Linked DNA regions of Sus scrofa: region 1 is linked to region 2. A link is a contact called in public HiChIP or PLAC-seq data. All regions are on one chromosome and are shown on one strand. Each heading gives the region's core, a stretch centred on a gene start, on an enhancer-like site or on the middle of the called end of the contact. The rest is flanking DNA. Distances are from core to core; before and after follow the strand shown.

What was found. HiChIP or PLAC-seq counts read pairs in DNA pulled down with a chosen protein or histone mark.
Region 1: a contact with region 2 is called in an H3K27ac HiChIP or PLAC-seq map of alveolar macrophages. The contact joins the enhancer-like site here to the promoter of TRAPPC3 in region 2. A contact is called at or near these places in 25 of 47 Hi-C or Micro-C datasets (adipose tissue, alveolar macrophages, blood and 14 more) and 2 of 2 datasets of contacts at active chromatin or transcription factors (alveolar macrophages and skeletal muscle).

What each region holds. Positions count from the first base shown.
Region 1 is chr6:92,252,309-92,255,008 of Sscrofa11.1, reverse strand. The region is part of intron 2 of COL8A2 (collagen alpha-2(VIII) chain); the gene reads left to right. Among named protein-coding and RNA genes, the nearest start is that of ADPRHL2, 15 kb to the right of the region's middle. Within about 2 kb of position 1,313, at least 13 of the 83 cell types and tissues checked have an H3K27ac peak or open chromatin away from gene starts, as enhancers often do. A contact at or near this core is called in alveolar macrophages, where this site is marked.
Region 2 is chr6:92,292,356-92,295,064 of Sscrofa11.1, reverse strand. It overlaps TRAPPC3 (trafficking protein particle complex subunit 3), which reads left to right and starts at 1,353. Exons shown (of 5, transcript XM_005665219.3): 1 at 1,353-1,545. The coding sequence starts at 1,504.

The DNA of each region.
Region 1 (2,700 bases), core at 64-2,563, 40 kb after region 2:
ATCCTGGCTGCCGCCTCTGGCCACTCCCCTGGGGACCTTGCGGGAATGACATCACACGTGGAATGGGCCCCACTTAGGCGGTGGTGTGAGCTGTCCTCACTCCGACACTCCTCCCTCTAGAGGAAACACCTGCTCTGGGGTCCTGCGGGGACCTGCCCCACGTCCACGGTGCAGGGGGTGCGGGGAGGGGGCAAACTCAGGGATGCTTCCTGAAGACCCACCTTGCTAAGGAGGAAGGAAAGGCGGGGAGCTGGCAGGGGGCTTTGCCTGGGCTCCTGACTGGGCCCGGGGCTCTTCCTCTGGCGCCCCCTGCCTGTGCTCCTGCACAGTCGTGTTCCCCCGCCCCACTGCCCTGCGCCCCTACCCTCCCTGCTGAACCTGGGGCGGCCTGCACCCTCCATCACTCCCACACCCAGTAAAGCCTCAGCTCAGCATGGGAAGGGGACCAGCGCTCCCCAGAGTCAGGGCTGCCTTGAATCCTCCTGTGGTGGTGCCATGATCTTGGCCTCTGGCCCACCCGGGCCAGAACTGCTCACTCTCCTCTCCCTGCTTCCTGCTCCTCTCAGCCCCTGCCCACCCACCAGGCAGAACCTTCTAGCTCTGTGCATGTGTGAGCACCACCCTCCACTCCAGTAGCCCCCGGCTCAGGGGGCCAGTGTAGGAGGGCCCTTATCCAGCTCCAGAGAGGCTGCATGGTGTGGTGGTTAGGGGCTGGGTCTCAAGAGTCAGAGTGCCTGAGTTTAGGCCCTGACTGCACCCTGGTTTCCTCGTCTGTAAAAGAGGGCTGAATGTGGAGGGGATCTCGAACATTAGAACAGGGCCTGGCCAGAATTTCCATCAGCAGTAGCTGAGGGCCAGGCCTATATGGTGCAGCCTTAATCCTGGTACAGATAGAACAGGGGGCCTGTGTCGAGGGCAAGTGGTGGTCTGGGCAAGATCCTTAGTCTAAGCTTCTGTTGCTTCACCTATAAAATAGGGGATGATAATTGTATGAGCCGATGGGGGGGGGGTCACTGAGAAGATTAGTGAGGCGAAGCTGGTGAAGCCTCGCCTGGTGACTGGGGAGCCCGTAGGTGGCAGGTGTTACTATTACCCTGGGGCTCAGGGAGGTTGAGCCGCCTGCCTAAGGTTACAGATGGGCTGATGGCAGAGCTGGGTTGGCAGCATCACCCACATTCTTGGGAGCCCTGTGTTCATTCCAGCAAAGCCCTGTGTGATACTGAGTTTGCAGGAACACTGCCCTGCAGCTCCACACTCAGCCCCACGTGCATCCCTGGATGTGCTCACCCCATCCTGCCCCCTCTTGTGGCCAGACGTGGAGAGGCCCTGGGCGGGATGAGGGGAGCCCAGGGCAGGGATGCAGGGGAAGTGGGACTTCCCTGGGCTGTGCAAAAGGCCAGCTTAGTCCCCTCTTCAGATATTGATGGGTGTCCCCCCTGAGGCAGACATGATCTCTCTAATCATCACAGCAGCCCTGAGAAGCAGATTGTTAGCCTGGCATTAAAAAAACAAAACAAACAAAAAAACCCACAAAACTTTATTGAGGAGTTCCCATCGTGGCCAGAGGGTTAAGAACCCAACTAGTATCCATGAGGATGTGGGCTCCATCCCTGGCCTCCATCAGTGGGTTAAGGATCTGGCATTGCTGCAAGCTGTGATGCCGGTGGCAGATATGGCTCGGATCCAGTGTTGTGGTGGCTGTGGCACAGGCAGGCAACTTCACCTTCCATTTGACCCCTAGCCTGGGAATGTCACATGCTGCAGGTGAGGCCCTAAAAAGAAAAAAACCAAAACTTTATTGAGACACAATTCACATAGCATACAGTTGGCTCATTTAAAATGTACTTTTTTTTTTTTTTGTCTTTTTAGGGCTGCACCTGCGGCATATGGAGGTTCCCAGGCTGGGAGTTGAATGGGAGCTGTAGCCGCTAGCCTACACCACAGCCACAGCAACACCAAATTGGAGCCACATCTTCGACCTACACCACAGCTCACAGCAATGCTGAATCCCTAACTCACTGAGCAAGGCCAGGGATCAAACCTGAATCCTAATGGATGCTAGTCAGGTTTGTTTCCGCTGAGCCACCATGGGAACTCCAAAACAAATGTTTTTTAAAGGTATTCACAGAATTGTGCAACTATCACCACAATCAATTTAGAACATTTTGACCACCTCTAATAGGAACACTGAACCCATTAGCAGTCATCCCTGTTTTCACCACCACCTGCAGCCTTTGGCACTCAATAATCTTTTTTCTATCTCTATAGATTTACCTATTCTGAACATTTCATACAAATAGAATTATATAATATGATTTTGTGACTGGCTTCTTCACTTACTATGCTTTTAAGATGCATCTGTACTGTGGCATTTATCAATACTTCACTTTTTTTTTAAATTTTTTTGGTCTTTTTAGAGCCACACCCACGGCATATGGAAGTTCCCTGGCTAGGGATCCAGTTGGAGCTGTAGCTGCTGGCCTATGCTTCAACCACAGCCACAGCAATGCGGGATCCAAGCCTCGTCTGCGACCTACACCACAGGTCACAGCAATGCTGGATCCTTAACCCACTGAGCGAGGTCAGGGATCAAACCCGTGTCTTCCTGGATACTAGTCAGATTCATTACCACTGAGCCACATGGCAACTCCAGTACTTCACTTTTGTAATTGTTGAATAATATTCCATAATAGGGATATA
Region 2 (2,709 bases), core at 104-2,603:
AGCTTTCACCTCAGCTGTCCTCTCTCCTGGGAATGCAGGAGGTTCTTCTCTAGTTTTGCTGGCCTCCAGGGGCTAGCCCACCCCAGCGTCCCCACCCCCACCTCCAGCTGACCATCGTGTTCCTTCCTAGAACCCTTGGCCAAGGCACTGACACAGGAAGGAGAGTCACAGGTCACTACCTCTAGGGAGGCCCCAGAATGTCTGTGCCACGGGGAGAAGAGTGTAATAATGGTTAGTCCTGCACCCTGGGGGAGAGACTGAGGGAATCCTGGGTACTGTCTTTCAGGCTGAGCAGCCGGGCCCCCCAGCCTTCCCCAGCCAGGCTGGCCATGCCTGGGCAGGCTGGTTATCATGGTGAAGGCTAGCAGCAAAATGCAGCTGCCTCAGAGCCAGACCACCAGGCCTAAGTGAGGAGAGGGTGCTCCTTGGACTCCCAGCCCAGTTCTGTCAGAATTGACCAGTCAGGGAGGGATGGCTGGAGGTGAAACCAAAGGGCTATATGGTCTGGGACTGCAGGACTTGCCTTGGTGATGGGTGAGGGTGTGGCCAGCACATTCCCTTGGTATTTCTGGGGCCTGTTTGCTGGGCTGTGTTTTTAGAGAGTGGCTGGAAGAAAGGGAATGCACAGTTACTTTGTGCCAAGTGCTCTGCATACATGTCTCACCAATCTTCACAACAACTGAGAGAGATCCAGCAACTTGCCTAAAATGGCAAAGCTGGGATTAAAATCCAGGACTGGCTGCTACCAACGCTGGTGATCTTTTTTTTTTTTTCCTGGAACCAGACTGTAGTTGTTACAGGGGAGGGAGGGGGAGAAAATGACCTGAACTTTATCAGACTGGATGTTTCATCAGGAGGCCACAGTGGTTAAGATGCAGATGCTTAGCTGCGTTTGGGGTCTGGGGACAGATGGCAATTTGAAGAGAAAGCCGTTGGCACGTAGTAGGTGGTCATTAAATATTGTTGTGAAGAAGCCAGATTTGTGTATGAGCCATAGCCAGTCTTCTGGGACATCCTGGGAGCTTCTAGCTCTGAATTGCAGCAACAGCGGAAGAAGCTAGTTTGAAAGAGGGACTTTCCAAGACCAACCCCAGCGAGAGAGGAATTTGCGGAGCATCTCTGAGTGGGGGTTGGGGGGGCAGGAAGGGGAAGTGTGGACGATACAAGATTACCGCAAACTGCTAACGCCACCTAGTGGCCATACTGCAGCCCATGGGGAGCCAGGCTCCAGGAGTCCGCTGAGCACGGGGCACTCTGGGAGTTATAGTCCAGCTACGCGGTGGCGCCAATGAGGCTGTTGGGTGTTGTAGTCCGACGTTTATTGGGCGGGAATTACCCTCGTCGGCCAGACCACGACTCCCGTGGTGCCCCGCGGCAGGCGCGCAGGCGCGGTGAGGCGGCACCCGTCAATCCCCGACGCTGTGGGGTCGCTAACTGGGTCCAGAGGTTTTAGGAGGGGTCGCCGGGTGGGTCTGTGGCGAGGCGGGGTAGGCGGCCGGCACCATGTCGAGGCAGGCGAATCGTGGCACCGAGAGCAAGAAAATGGTAACCGGAGCGTGTGATCTCGGCGGGCGGGGCGGAATGGGGGCGTTCTGGGGAAGGGGCCCGGCGCAGGGCGCAGGGCCCAACTGGTAAAGCGCCTTCTCCGAGCGCTGGGAGGGAGTGATTCCGGTGGAACGAAGGAGGAGGAGGCTGCTAGATGGGTCGAGAGTGGAGAATCGCTCGGGGCGCGTCGTGGGCCTGAGGCGGGTTGGAGGGCCTCTGGAGTAGCTCAGAGACCCCTCCCCCGAGGCCTGAGTACGGGATCAACAGCGACGACGGTAATAGCAGTAATTCCCACTGTTGCGCTCTTCTGTTAATTAGGCACTGGGCCAAGCACTTTATATCCATTATCTCATTTAATCCGCAAAGTAATTCTCACCGTTTTGGGGCTCAGAGAGGTTACATAACTTGCCCAAATTTACCGCTAGGAAGAGTTGGAATTTGAACCCATGTCTCTCTGACCCCAAAGCTCATGCTTCAGACCATAATATCTCTCACACTATGCCGTGGGCATTGCAAGAGATGCTCACATTCTGGTTTTGCCAGAAAGGAAGAGTAAGGGGTGGGTCAAAGTAGGCAGTCAGTGGTACTCTTCTCTGGCTTCTTTCTTGTCCTGGGAATATAGTTCCATAAAGTTTGGCTGCAGATGGGGGCTGGGCCTGGGAAGTAAGGTAGATGACTTTTTTCTTCAAACTAAGGGGACTTTTTGATGCGTGTTCCTTTTCTTTGGCATTTTCTTAGTTCATCCAGAATTGCCCAGTTCTCTTTGCTTTCCGATTTAACTGAGTTACTGAAGGTTGCATACAGGGCAGATCAGGGGCCCTTTGTTGACACATGTCTAAACTTCCCTCACACCTTTGCATCATATATCAGGAACAGCCACGAAAAATGGGCAGCAGGCAGCCTTGTTACTCTGGTGTAGTACTGTACTTAACTTTTTCTCTCTCAGACCCCTTTTGAGAAGTTGGTGATAGTTATGGACCTTCTCCCCAGAAATAGTAAGTAGACACACATACACATAGACATTTACTTACATTTTGGGAGGCATCTGTGGGCCCCCTGAAGATACTCTATGGACACAGGTTAAGAATTACTGTTTTGGGGAGTTCCCTGGTGGCTCAGTGAGTTAAGAACCCAATATTGTCGCTACTGTGGCTGGCATTTAGT